Linked DNA regions of Bombyx mori: regions 1 and 2 are each linked to region 3. The links are chromatin contacts, called in public Hi-C maps. All regions are on one chromosome and are shown on one strand. Each heading gives the region's core, a stretch centred on a gene start, on an enhancer-like site or on the middle of the called end of the contact. The rest is flanking DNA. Distances are from core to core; before and after follow the strand shown. Region 1 holds the start of LOC101742403 (protein suppressor of white apricot). Region 2 overlaps LOC101742550 (eukaryotic translation initiation factor 4E transporter). Region 3 overlaps LOC101742265 (cytospin-A).

The links. Hi-C and Micro-C count contacts between places; a contact is called where the count stands out from the background.
Region 1: a Hi-C map of whole pupa shows a contact between it and region 3, with 2.3 times the contacts expected there. The contact joins the promoter of LOC101742403 here to the enhancer-like site in region 3. A contact is called at or near these places in 4 of 7 Hi-C or Micro-C datasets (middle silk gland, posterior silk gland and whole pupa).
Region 2: a Hi-C map of middle silk gland shows a contact between it and region 3, with 2.3 times the contacts expected there. The contact joins two enhancer-like sites. A contact is called at or near these places in 3 of 7 Hi-C or Micro-C datasets (middle silk gland, posterior silk gland and whole pupa).

What each region holds. Positions count from the first base shown.
Region 1 is chr16:3,392,478-3,396,560 of ASM3026992v2, reverse strand. It overlaps LOC101742403 (protein suppressor of white apricot), which reads right to left and starts at 2,154. Exons shown (of 13, transcript XM_038016211.2): 1 at 1,819-2,154; 2 at 1,100-1,269; 3 at 602-762; 4 at 14-230. The coding sequence starts at 2,012. LOC101742550 (eukaryotic translation initiation factor 4E transporter) reads left to right here and starts at 2,778. Exons shown (of 26, transcript XM_062672939.1): 1 at 2,778-3,242. The coding sequence starts at 3,164.
Region 2 is chr16:3,364,508-3,368,578 of ASM3026992v2, reverse strand. LOC101742550 (eukaryotic translation initiation factor 4E transporter) reads left to right here. Exons shown (of 26, transcript XM_062672939.1): 11 at 107-215; 12 at 969-1,085; 13 at 1,487-1,605; 14 at 1,925-1,999; 15 at 2,547-2,687; 16 at 2,818-2,853; 17 at 3,353-3,452. All of the region lies in intron 4 of LOC105842061 (a long non-coding RNA gene), which reads right to left. Among protein-coding and RNA genes, the nearest start is that of LOC101742695, 22 kb to the right of the region's middle. Within about 2 kb of position 2,093, at least 3 of the 8 cell types and tissues checked have open chromatin away from gene starts, as enhancers often do.
Region 3 is chr16:3,467,814-3,472,451 of ASM3026992v2, reverse strand. It overlaps LOC101742265 (cytospin-A), which reads left to right. Exons shown (of 25, transcript XM_038016558.2): 12 at 211-335; 13 at 1,106-1,238; 14 at 3,195-3,377; 15 at 4,026-4,157. Among protein-coding and RNA genes, the nearest start is that of LOC101744641, 35 kb to the right of the region's middle. Within about 2 kb of position 1,536, at least 4 of the 8 cell types and tissues checked have open chromatin away from gene starts, as enhancers often do.

The DNA.
Region 1 (4,083 bases), core at 905-3,404, 77 kb after region 3:
AAACAGGACTCACCTTCAACAGAATCGACTTTCTTCTCAGGCCATTTACCGGCTTTGATGAGTGCGATGAGCGCACTATAATATGGGTGCAAAGGGGAGTCTTTGTTGAGGAACTGGAACTGAGGATTGTCACCCTGCTTGGCTTTGATGAGGATCTCCATCTGGACACCCTGACTTGCTATAAAGTTGGCTGTCTTCTCTATGATGGCATTCAGTTTTTGTGTCTCAGGCTAGTAAAAGAATTAAATGATTTTTATTTATAGTTTTGGTGTACCATTTCTGATAAATGATAGAATGCACCAAACAGATCAAATATATTATGTGTTACACTTTTGTCTTACTTATACCACTATTAAGATTAAAATCAGCCAAAGAAATAGCTCATTGTTAACTGAAACAGATCTCTACGAGACATTAAAACATCAGAGAGAAAAAAACCACTTCTGTCTTCTTACATTATGTCTGTATACTTCTTAGTACGTAAATACAGTAATGCACTCTATATTAAACATGTAATGAATCATGTGACATTAATAGTAAATATTATCTTGTCCAATTATTGAGATTCAATAGCAATTGAAATTAATAAAATTATACTTACTAAAACAACATCTTCAGGTAGCAGAGTTTCAAGAGTTGAAGACGGAACAAATGGTTCATCTACCTCAACTGGCTTCGCGGGTGGCTTAGGTGGAGCTAATGTATCATAATTGAAACCAACTTGTCCGTAACCAGCCGCATGGAGACGCTTCAGTTCTTCCTCTGTTTAAAATTATTTAGGATTTTATTTTTGTAACCTTCTTGCCTCAAAAGCAGACTGTGATGTGATATGATGTAAGATTCCTACCACCCATGGTCTTAAATAATGGAGTCTTTTACCTATTAGAAAATAGGTTAAATGGTCCTGTAGACTCCCTTATTACCTCCAGTACCTTCTGGTACTCTCAGGAAACAACTTTAGACACTTCAAGAAGTAATAAAAAGTAAGAAATATATAAAATTGGTTATGAATACAACTCACAACTTAAAATACTATAGCAGTCAAATTTATTAACAATACAGATAAGACATTGCAAAATAATCTCTAAGGTGCTTTTACCTTTGTACATTTCTTCTTCATCTTCATTTGTGTATAGAGCTCGGTAACGTTCATCATCGCATAGTTGCTCCACATCAAGCTCAGATTTTGTTAACTCCACCCGCCAGTCGTATCCTCCCGGCGGGGCTTCCAATGCTGACACATCGTGTAGGGCTCCTCTTGCATCATACCTGTTCACATAAATAGCATGATAATCCATGAACTATCTTGTCATTAGACCTGCAAATAATGTGAGGTTTTTAATATAATTTCCAATTTTTATTTCCTATGTTGAATGACATTTTAGCTTTCAGTACATCCATTGGAAGTTTCATTGTTACCGGTAAATTACATAAATTATTTCAACTGTAGATTTATACTAAATACACTTCGTTTTTAATACTATAAACAGCATATACAACGTAACCATAATCAAAATTTTAATAATAAACTATGGTAACATCATTCGCATGTGAAACAATTAGATTACATTTTTATACATACTCAATTATTCCGTTGTAAGTTATACATACCACCGGAGAGTGTCACCATAAGAAAAGACGTCACCACGACGGGCCCGCGCCCCTGTCTAAGTCCCGTCCCGCTGTAGGCTTTACTCATCATCCTCTGCGAAAATCTTATAAGTCTTCCAAAATTTTATTACATTCTGACAAATTATTATCGTTTTTTATGGTTTTAGCACCACAGTTAGCAGTCTGATAGTAAAAAACGGATCGAACCTGTCGATTTTCAACGTTTCATCCCCCATCCACGGAATGAGGTGTTTCCCTTGATCAATGAACAAAGCTTTGTCATCGTCCCTGAATATTTTGCATGAATAGCCGAACACGAGTAACTCTTCTTTTTTCTCATTGATTTCATTCTTTCTTAATATACCGGCTTCACTACGACGTCTAGTCCATTTTGATGCCATTTTTGATAATTTTCCGTGAGCATTTCAACAATAATGGACACAACGCTGTCATACCGTCATTGAGCCACAATCAGTGACATTAGGCAATTATAATTTTTATTTGATTGATTTGTTATACATGCAAAGGAAAAGAGGCTGATAGAGTTCAATCTTTCAAAACAAAGGCCAACGGAATATTTATTGTATAAAAACAGAGACCAGAAATGAACGAAATCAAACTAAATATTAAATGATACGAAATATTACAACTTACAAGGTAAAATAAAACAACATTGTAAATATTCGATGAGATGAAATAAATCAGTCAATAAAATGGTGGTAATCTAAAAGTTAAAAGGATTTTATAATTGAACTTGAAAAGCCATGTTCCGTGATTTTGTATCATTTTTCCACACTCTTGCTAAGGCTTTGGTAACCGCTTAACACTGCATTGGTCGTAAGTCCATTTACCATTTCAGAATAACAACACTTTTCAAGATAAAGAACGAGTAAGGAAAGAGTACTGGATTATTTTTTTGTTAAATATATAAATAGTGTTCTACGGAATCTTATATTTTAGTAGGTAATTAGATCTGCTTAATATTTAAATATATTTATAAAGTTGTAACAGCATATATATTTGATCGATATAATAGGTATACAATTTATTTGGTTACATTCTCAAAAAAATGACCCTAAACAAAAGTAGTGGCAACTGGATATAACCTCATCAAATAAAACGTATTCTTGTGTTCTATCTGGACACGTATTCGGTACTGACTTTTAGTTTACCAGGTTAATCTATATTTTCAAAAGGCATATGGCGGACGTTTTATATATTTTTGCATCGAAAACTGATAAATTATTTTAGTTATGAGTATCTTGTGACCGCTAGAGCGTATTTGTTAAAATTAGATTGTAAACGTTAGTTTTTAATGTGTAAATAATTTTATTATATCTAGAGTCACATAATTATTATTGAAAGTATTTAAGTGCGTGGACGTTTTGATCCGTATTGTTGAAAAACGAAAAGTCTGTGATATAAACAATACTTTAGGCTATAGTTTAGTTTCATGAACAATTTTGTAAATATTGTATAGTTGTTAAAGAATTTTAATAGATTTAATATATTGAAAGAAGACTGAATAACTTTGTGAGGAAGATTGCTAGCTATGTCAGCTGTAAACCTATTGTCTTCACTGAAGGAGAAACCAAATGACGAAAAACAGAAGGATGGCTCAAACCAGCAGGGTGAGTATTTTTTACACCCTACAACATAATTCAAATAAAAATCTACGAACCTACCTTCATAATTTAAGATAAAAGTACGATTTGTAACGATTTTTTTGAAGCCCTAACTGAAATTTCTGGATTTTTGTTTTGCTTAACTTCTCGACAACATGAAAAGTAAAAACCTCTTCGTAAAAAAGTAAACATGCTATTACTATTAGATTCATAATCAAATCAAAACAGTTATATTCAAAGTAGGTCAACTGTGTCACTTTGATAGTGTTTACACTGCATTAAGTTATGCTCCAGTTCTTTCTTGGTACCATATAAATACGCAGACTGTACTCATTATTGATACTAAAGAAAATTATGAAAATGCACTCCTATCTGCTTCTTTAAAAATGCTCATTTTTTAAGTATATTTAATATGAAAAATTACCATTTCGATCATTATTGACGTTCAAGGACTAATTTATAATATTACTAATATTGCATTTTAGTGTGAAACCACGAATGATAAGTATGATTAAATATATGTTATTAGAAAAATTAAAATGTCTAAATATGATAATTTATTGAACAGTGTGAAGTTTACAGTAAACTTCATTTCATATTGTGCATGTTTGTAAGCATAAGTTTATAATAATATTAAATAAAAATAACAGAATAAATCTATTAATTCTACAGCATTTGTTAATAAATCTAGTTGGCCAACATGTTCCATTTTGTACACAAAAAAATACAGCAAGTTCTTATTAGATTTTGTCAGGTTGTATAGTTGGAATGAATGCACATAGTCAATTGCAGCTATGAAATACAAGTTATCCACTTAACCTATTCGTTTGTGTGAAAAATTCCTGTA
Region 2 (4,071 bases), core at 844-3,343, 100 kb after region 3:
GGGGGGGATGATATTTTAGCGAAGTAATAATTAAAAACAATGTTAAATCTGGATCCTAAGTCTGTATATTTATGTAAATTTAATTCGAATCATTTGTGCGTTTTAGAACGGCGGAAGCGAAACCGAAGGCGGAAGTCGTTTTAGTCAATGGTTCAGACGGGAGAGTCCGACAAACGACAAGCATTACGAGAGACTGCTCCACAATATTGTCGATGGTAATATCTTTTTTTTTTCTATCTATTTCTAAGGACAAGTGGATTAGTGAAAAGCGTATCATTTCCCTGCTGACACTGTATGTGGGGTTTTCTATTGAGGTTTGGGCCAGTGAAACGGTTGATGACTTCATACAAACTTGATTTTTTATTTCGTCTTAATCGTCTTAATCTATGTAACTAAAATATAAACGTCTTACGTCTCTAGAGATACACCCCGCCTGTTTGCCGCCGCGTCCGGTAACTACCATCCTCACGTTTAAGAAATAAAACGAAGTGTTCCGCATTCATTCGCCGTTTTTCTTACTTTCTAACACGACACCTCCTCTCTTTCTCACTCAGTCATGCTCCAACGACATCTCCTGTCTCTCTCACTCAGTCATGCTCCAACGACATCTCCTTTCTCTCTCACTCAGTCATGCTCCAACGACATCTCCTTTCTCTCTCACTCAGTCATGCTCCAACCACATCTCCTGTCTCTCTCACTCAGTCATGCTTAAACCACATCTCCTGTCTCTCTCACTCAGTCATGCTCCATATCTGACATTCATCCATACCGTTCCGTTCCGTTCCTGCATGTATTTGAACGTGAGCTCTCCCTACTAGTTAAGGCTACGCTGATATAGCCTCTCAAGGCTATCAGCTTAGGTAGGAAAAAAAAATCACAAGACGTCCTACCACCAGTAGATTGTACTGTGTTATAAACTTGTAGTCTTAGATCGTAGTTATAGTGGAGCGGGGTTGGTCGCGTTGCAGAGCTGGAGAGTCCGCCGCCGCGCGAGGCCGTGTTCGCGCCCATCGCGCCCGCCGCCCCGCCCCGCGCGCCCCCCTCGCTGCTCGACCTGCTGCTGCGCGCCAACGACGCCCGCCCAGGTACCTTCTCAACTTACTACTAATAACAAAAAACGGCGCGCGTGCATTACTAGTGGTAGGACCTCTTGTGAGTCCGCACGGGTAGGTACCACCACTCTGCCTATTTCTGCCGTGAAGCAGTAATGCGTTTCGGTTTGAAGGGTGGGGCAGCCGTTGTAACTATACTGAGACCTTAGAACTTATATCTCAAGGTGGGTGGCGCATTTACGTTGTACATGTCTATGGGCTCCAGTAACCACTTAACACCAAGTGGGCTGTAAGCTCGTCCACCCATCTAAGTAATAAAAAAAAAGAAATGGCGCAGGATAATCCAGGAGGAAGTGATTAGAGGAAGCCACAACCCTCAGCATTGAGGATTATCGACGCGAGGAGAATATATGTGATATGTAAATATGTTTCAGAGGCGACATCGATTGGCGGCAAGGTGCATAGTCTCGAAGAGTTGGAGGCTCGACTTCGGCCGCAGCCGGTACAGCATCACAACGTTCCCGACCACGATCTCACTGCATTTAAACGACTCGTGAGTTTCGTATAACGTATTTTAATTTTGCCTAAATACGAGGTAACTATAAATATTTTGGTATAAAAATCAAGAGCAAATATCAAATTATATTAAATTAAGGTATAAAAAAATTTTCAATTTAATATCGACATTTGATAGTAGGTAGTCTTTTGCATTAGCATTTCAAACACGATCGACGATGTTTATAAGTAAAACCTTAGAAAGCATATTTATGTTACTTTCTAAAGTTGCATTCGTTGGCTTAAACCGTATTGATGTAATTTTGGCTTTGCAATTGTCCGACTTGTAATATACGATGTGTCGACGTTTGTTCCAGCTGGCGCAGGTGTCGGGCGGACACGCGGTGGCAGCCGGCGACCCTCCGCGTCATCAACCCATGACCTTACTGCAGGTATACCACACGCACCCGCTCGCACACGCACTCGTACGCACGCACTCGCACGCACACACTCACACAAACTGTAATACGCACTCACACGCACACATTCACTTACACAAACTGAAATATCCACTCACACGCACACACTGACTTACTCAAACAAATACGCACTCACGCGCACACACTCATTTCCACAAACTGAAATACGCACTCACATGCACACACTTACACAAACTTACACACTCAAAATTAAGGACGCACACGTGCACGCACCCACACGCGCTCATACGCACGCACTCGAAAGTGCGCATTCACACCCAATACTATATTATATTAATTGTGATTTTTTTATTATCAAAATACTATAACCTAGGTACTGTTAGGCGTTTTTGTATCGAACTTTTTCTCTTTAACTTAATTATAGGTACTGAAGAGAATATAATGAATAATTGAACAATATTGCTTACTTATATTAGTTTCTCTGAATTTTAGATTTGTAACTCTTCAGAACTGAATTGTTAATGTGATCACGAAATAAAAAAAAATGTATTTAAAACAGATGCTGAATAAAAGCATGGAGCAGCAACAGCAGCAACAACAACAACAGCAACAGCAACAACAACAGAAGGCTCAGCAACAACAACAACAACAACCGCATATACCTCAAGAGCTCCTATACAAGCTCTTACAAGTCCAACAGGTATTTAGTTTTAACTGTTAATTTTAAAGCTTTTTTTTTTGTGATGATTCCATCATTATCGAACCAAAATTCCGCGTTGCAACAAAACTCAACTAATTCGTTTCAAAATTTTAATATTATTTCATTTCAGCTGACCAATACTGACGAGCATCCCGCCCATACCATGGTGAGTAATAATCAATAATTATGTTTTATAATAAATATGTACTTTAGAAGTAATGTATAAGCAGATGGTAACGTAAGAGGAGGGGTGTCCTAAAAATACTAATGGATTGCGTGAAAGACGATATCTATATGCGAGAGAGGGCTCTGAGCGCAGAGGTGACGTACGGATAGGCTTCAATGGAAAAAGAGGACATGCTGCGCCCATTCCGCGTCGTGGATGGGATAAAGGACAAGAAGAAGAAAAGTTTGGAAGTATGTAATTGATAATACTTGGGGATGTTAAGTGGACTATTAATACTAAAAAGCGGCCACACTTCGTTATCATTACTGATATATTTAGATATTATATAAAAAAAATAATTTGCTGTTTCTTATCTCATTTCATACATTACATATCGTCTTTCACGCAATCCATCCATTTCTTAGGTCTGCCTCTTCCTCTTCTTCGTCCGGGTTCCTGTGATTAAACTGTTGTTGATGGTTGTGATGTTTGTTAACAGCGACCGCAGCAGCCGCCGGACCTGCCGGCCCACGGAGCCGTCATCACGCCCTCGGACCGCGAGCTGCTACAGAGGCCCGAAGCTCAGGCGATCGTGCACGGTCAGTACCGGAACCTCGTCGAGCAACGAGCTTGGTGTTCTCACGAACCGTAGACGTCATTAAAACAACTCTTACGGTTTTTGAAGTGAAACTTCTTTAGAATCGTTGTCATTTCGAACTCGATGAAACGAAAAAATAAGTCCATAGAGACACAAACACAAATGTATAGGATTCAACCGGCGAGAGAATTAGATAGAACACATTAGACATTCTCAGTGTAGTGTTTTTTTTAATTTAGCATTTTTTTATTTTTTTGGCAAAAGGTACATTGATTAAACAGCCTCAAACCTCAAGACACTGCGTGAAATGAAACGTAAAAGTCTAGAAATATTATTTAGAGAAAAATAAACGGTAGTTGTCACCATAATATATGAATGTCTCGGAATTCGAAAGGTTCACAAATTTTTAAAATCAAACAGCCGTAGTAGAAAATGTTAATAATATAAATATAATAACCTCGTATCGAGATTGGAACTGTACCCGATAATGGAGACATTATGGTTATTAAATAGAGGTTGACAACCTTTGTTTGATGTTTACTCGGACGGAGATGCTTGAAACTTATAAATGATTGCAGATGAAGAGTACAAGTTTAGGAGGATCATAAAATATCCTTAAG
Region 3 (4,638 bases), core at 287-2,786:
AGCGGTTGTATGTTTTGGAAGCCAACACGGATCAGTACCATCATTCTATGTCTGCCGCAGACCAGCCATCATTTCGCTACAAGGACATATGCAATACAATTGAGATACCTCCGACCTCATGTCCTGAAAATCGTTTGAGTCTTTGAGCCAATTATCATCATAAAATATACTTCTTGTGTTTTAAAATGACTCTCAATTCGTTATCCGCAGATGTCGCAGGAGGAAAGAAAGCATCTGTTAACCAAACAGGAACAGCTGGAAGAGGAGTTAAGTCAACTGAAAACGAGTTTAGAAGAGAAAACCAAAGAAAATGAAGCTCTCAGTGAGAGGATTAGGTGAGGTCCTCACGTTGAGATGTTGATGGGAGTCGCACGCACACGCTGGGACTAAACCGACCCTTAATGCATCATAGTAATAGGGCGATTTGATATGACGTCTCCCTTTGCGGTCGTCGTGGCCTAAAGGATAAGACGTCCGGTGCATTCGTATCTAACGATGCACCGGTGTTCAAATCCCACAGGCGGGTACCAATTTTTCTAATGAAATACGTACTTAACAAATGTTCACGATTGACTTCCACGGTGAAGTGTAGGTACATTGTGTAATAAAAATCAAACCCGCAAAAATTATAATTCGTGAAATTACTGGTGGTAGGAGGAGGTCTTGTGAGTCGGCACGGGTAGGTACCACGATTCTGCCTATTTCTGCCGTGAAGCAGTAATGCGTTTCGGTTTGAAGGGTGGGGCAGCCGCTGTAACTATACTGAGACCTTTCAACTCTATCTCAGGGTGGGCGGCGGCATTTACGTTGTAGATGTCTATGGGCTCCGGTAGCCCCTTCACACTGGCTCGGTGCGGGGATGTATGCGGAACAGACTCCGCTCCATTTCTGCCGCGAAATCCTCGCACGTTCCCGTCTGAACACTAAGACAACCGTTGGAGTATCATCATATCATCAGTATATGTACAACGGCTGCCCCGCCCTTCAAACCGAAACGCGTTACTGCTTCACGGCAGAAATAGGCAGGATGGTGGGACCTACCCGTGCGGACTCACAAGACGTCCTACCAGCAGTGAGGTTACGTTCCGTTGTGGTGCTGGGGCAGGTCGCTGGAGAGCTCGCTGGAGTGCTCGCGCGCCGAGAGCGAGCTGGAGGCGCAGGCGGCGCGGGACCTGGCCGCCGCCCGCCAGCACCAGGTCGCCACGCTCTCCGACCTGCTCGACGCCGCTAAAGCCAAGGTCAGGACAGTGACCATAATCTCTGTACTTGTGAAACTTCTTTAGAATCGTTGTGATGTGATTTCAAACTCGATGAAACGAAAAAATGAAACGTGAAGTTAAAATATCAATTCACAGAGGGCTCATACTATAAAAGATGATTTACAATTATTTCTATTTAGTTTGTTATCAACAGATGTCGCTGCACGTAAATTCAACAATTCCTGAATCGTGATGACAAGATGTTACACAGTTGAATAGACGTTCTCATGTTTCTCTTGCTTAATTATACTTACCTGGCGTAGAGACACCGTGATCATGCAGGTGGTCCCCCAGGGTGGGCCTGCTCCAGTGCACTGCGCAGGCAGTGGGTGGTGGTTGACCCTTGCGATTATTCTTATTTTATATAAGTTTCACTTCTACCGTTTGTGACTTGCACACATACACATTTTTGCCCTTGTAAGCAGAGGAGCATACGGCCCACCTGATGATTGAGGCCCCCAGTGATTACCTTCGCCCATGGACTTTTAGCAATGCCAGGGGCAGAGCCAAGCCGCTGCCTACCGCTCTTCGTCTACAGCACCGCAGAGATCTACGTTGGTGCTTCCGAATGTACGAGTCATGTATTGTACAGGGCACGCGCGCATTCACATCAGCACTTTTACATCGCTTCACTCAAATCGTAGTATAAAGCGCCAGTACACGTTCAGTGTGCTTAGTACGAGTTTTTTAACGTTCTCGATAGCGTAAAAGTTAACTCAAATTTGTATGGAATTGGAACGTTTGCGTACGTTTGTCGCTAGGGGCGCTGCATACAAAATATAAGTTTGGATCAGACCAGCTTGGAACCTTTGAATAGGGAGTTGTTAAAGGGTGGTTGTCAAATGGAATTCATCATTAATTATTTATATATATTACGGTAAATGTACACTGTTGGGAAATGTACACTTTTACCTGTTTTTACCGGTAAATGTGCACATTTGCCAAAAGTTAGGTACATGTGAATTGAATATATTAAGAAAAGTTGGAATACAAATAAATTAATGATGTTGTTGCAGTATTTTTTTATTTATTTAAATAAACGTAATACAAACGGCTTTAATAACGAAAAATATTTTAATAAAAAAATGTAAATGACAAACAAAACATAGTTTTCTTTGCATATTATATAATATGTCTTAGGTTAGATTAGGTTAGGTTGTAGTAGTACCACATTACTAGCACTTGCCACTTCGTATTTTGTATGCCATGCTTTGCTTAAAAAATTAAAAAAAAAACTTTACGATTCTCTAAGTTTAATATTGAAAATGTTTAGATTGAGATCACGAATTCGAAAAGTGCAAATTTGCATATCCCGTACCGTAGGAAACTATTTATACTGCCTACACCACAAAGATCAAAATCAAATGTAGTCTATCAACAGTTAAAATCTTTTGAACAGATAATTTGTTGATCTCCATCAAACAGTAATTATGTACCTATATATAACTATTACGGTCATCAGTAACTTGACCTTTTAGCCCATCTGAGTTATAACAAAATTAGTCGCAATAACTTGAGAGTTTTACTGACACTTCAGTGTGGCTGTTTAGTCCGATCATCGCTCTCTTTTAATTTCATTAGGTTAATAAACAATTAATAAGTCTAGTGATAAAGATAGTCAAAATACGTGTGGTTTGTGTAGCACTTTCTATGACACTGTCAAATGTATTTAAAATAATAGAAACATAAGTAACGCTTTACATGCAAAGAGATGTTTTACAAATAAATCGAACAAATGTGTCCTTAGTGGGAGTTTTTTAAATTTCTCGATAGCGTAAAAGTTAACCCTAAATTCTATGGAATTTAATTATTTGCTTATGTTTGGCGCTAAGGGCGCTGTCCAACTGTTTACAAATTTGAGTTAACTTTTACGCGAGAACGTTAAAACACTCACAGTAAGCAGACTGGTAATATCTGGTGTCGTGACATGGCTAGTTGTCGGAGGGCGCGGGCGCGGCGGCGGGCGCGGCGGAGGCGGAGGCGGCGGCGGCGGCGGCGCGGCGGGATGCGGAGGCGCACGCCCAGCGCGCGCACGCCCTCGCCGAGCGCCTCGCGCACGCGCACCGCCAGCTCGACCGCGCACACTCCGACGCGCGCAAGCTGCACGACGACGCGCTCGTAACTATACTCTTTTATTTTCCTACCTAACCTGAGAGCCTTGAGAGGCTATATCAGCGTAACCTTAACTAGTAGGAGAGCTCAGGGGGCTCAAACCTGACAACGCTGTTAACACGAAACCTAGCAAGAGCCGTGCTTCGCAGAATCTACCACCGGATCGGAAACGCGACTGTCGTGAAGTATTTCTGCCGTGAAGCAGTAATGCGTTTCGGTTTGAAGGGCCGGGCAGCCGTTGTAACTATACTGAGACCTTAGAACTCATATCTCAAGGTGGGTGGCAGCATTTACGTTGTAGATGTCTATGGGCTCCGGTAACCACTTAACACTAGATGAGCCGTGAGATCGTCCACCCATATTTGCAATAAAAATTAAAAAACTACTTATAAAGAGCGTGGTAGTGTTTAAATGCACACAATTTTCCCACAAATGCCCTTAGAGTAGACGAGCATATGGCCCACCTGATGGTGAGTGGTTACCGTCGCCCATGGACTTCAGCTATGCCAGGGGCAGAGTCAAATCGCTGCCTACTGTTAATAAAAAGTACTAATAAAAAGTACTAAAATTCTCAATTTATTTCTACACGACCGCGAGTGAATCCGCCGTATTAAAGCCAGTAAACTATAAATTGCTTATTGCAAACGCCCCCAGGTGTCTCGCAACAACGCGAAATCGACGATCTCCGAGCTGGAGTTCCAGGTCGAGCAGCTGCGGCAGGAGAAGTCCGCCATGCAGGGCGAGATCAACACCCTGCAGGAGAACATTTCCGAGATGCAGATACAGGTGCGTATTGACGAACCAACGTCATAATATGGATGTGTTTTTTTTTATTGCTTAGATGGGTGGATGAGCTCACAGCCCACCTGGTGTTAAGTGGTTACTGGAGCCCATAGACATTTACAACGTAAATGCGCCATCCACCTTGTGATATGAGTTCTAAGATCTCAGTTTAGTTACAACGGCTGCCGCGCCCTTCAAATCGAAACGCATTACTGCTTCACGGCAGAAATGGGCAGGGTGGTGGTACCTACCCGCGCGGACTCACAAGAGGTCCTACCACCAGTAATAAACAGTTTCTCGCCGGATCTTCTCAGTGGGTCGCGTTTCCGATCCGGTGGTAGATTCTGCGAAGCACGGCTCTTGCTAGGGTTCGTGTTAGCAACGTCATCAGGTTTGAGCCCCGTGAGCTCACCTACTAGTTAAGGTTACGCTGATATAGCCTCTCAAGGCTATCAGCTTAGGAAGAAAAAAAAAACTGACGAAC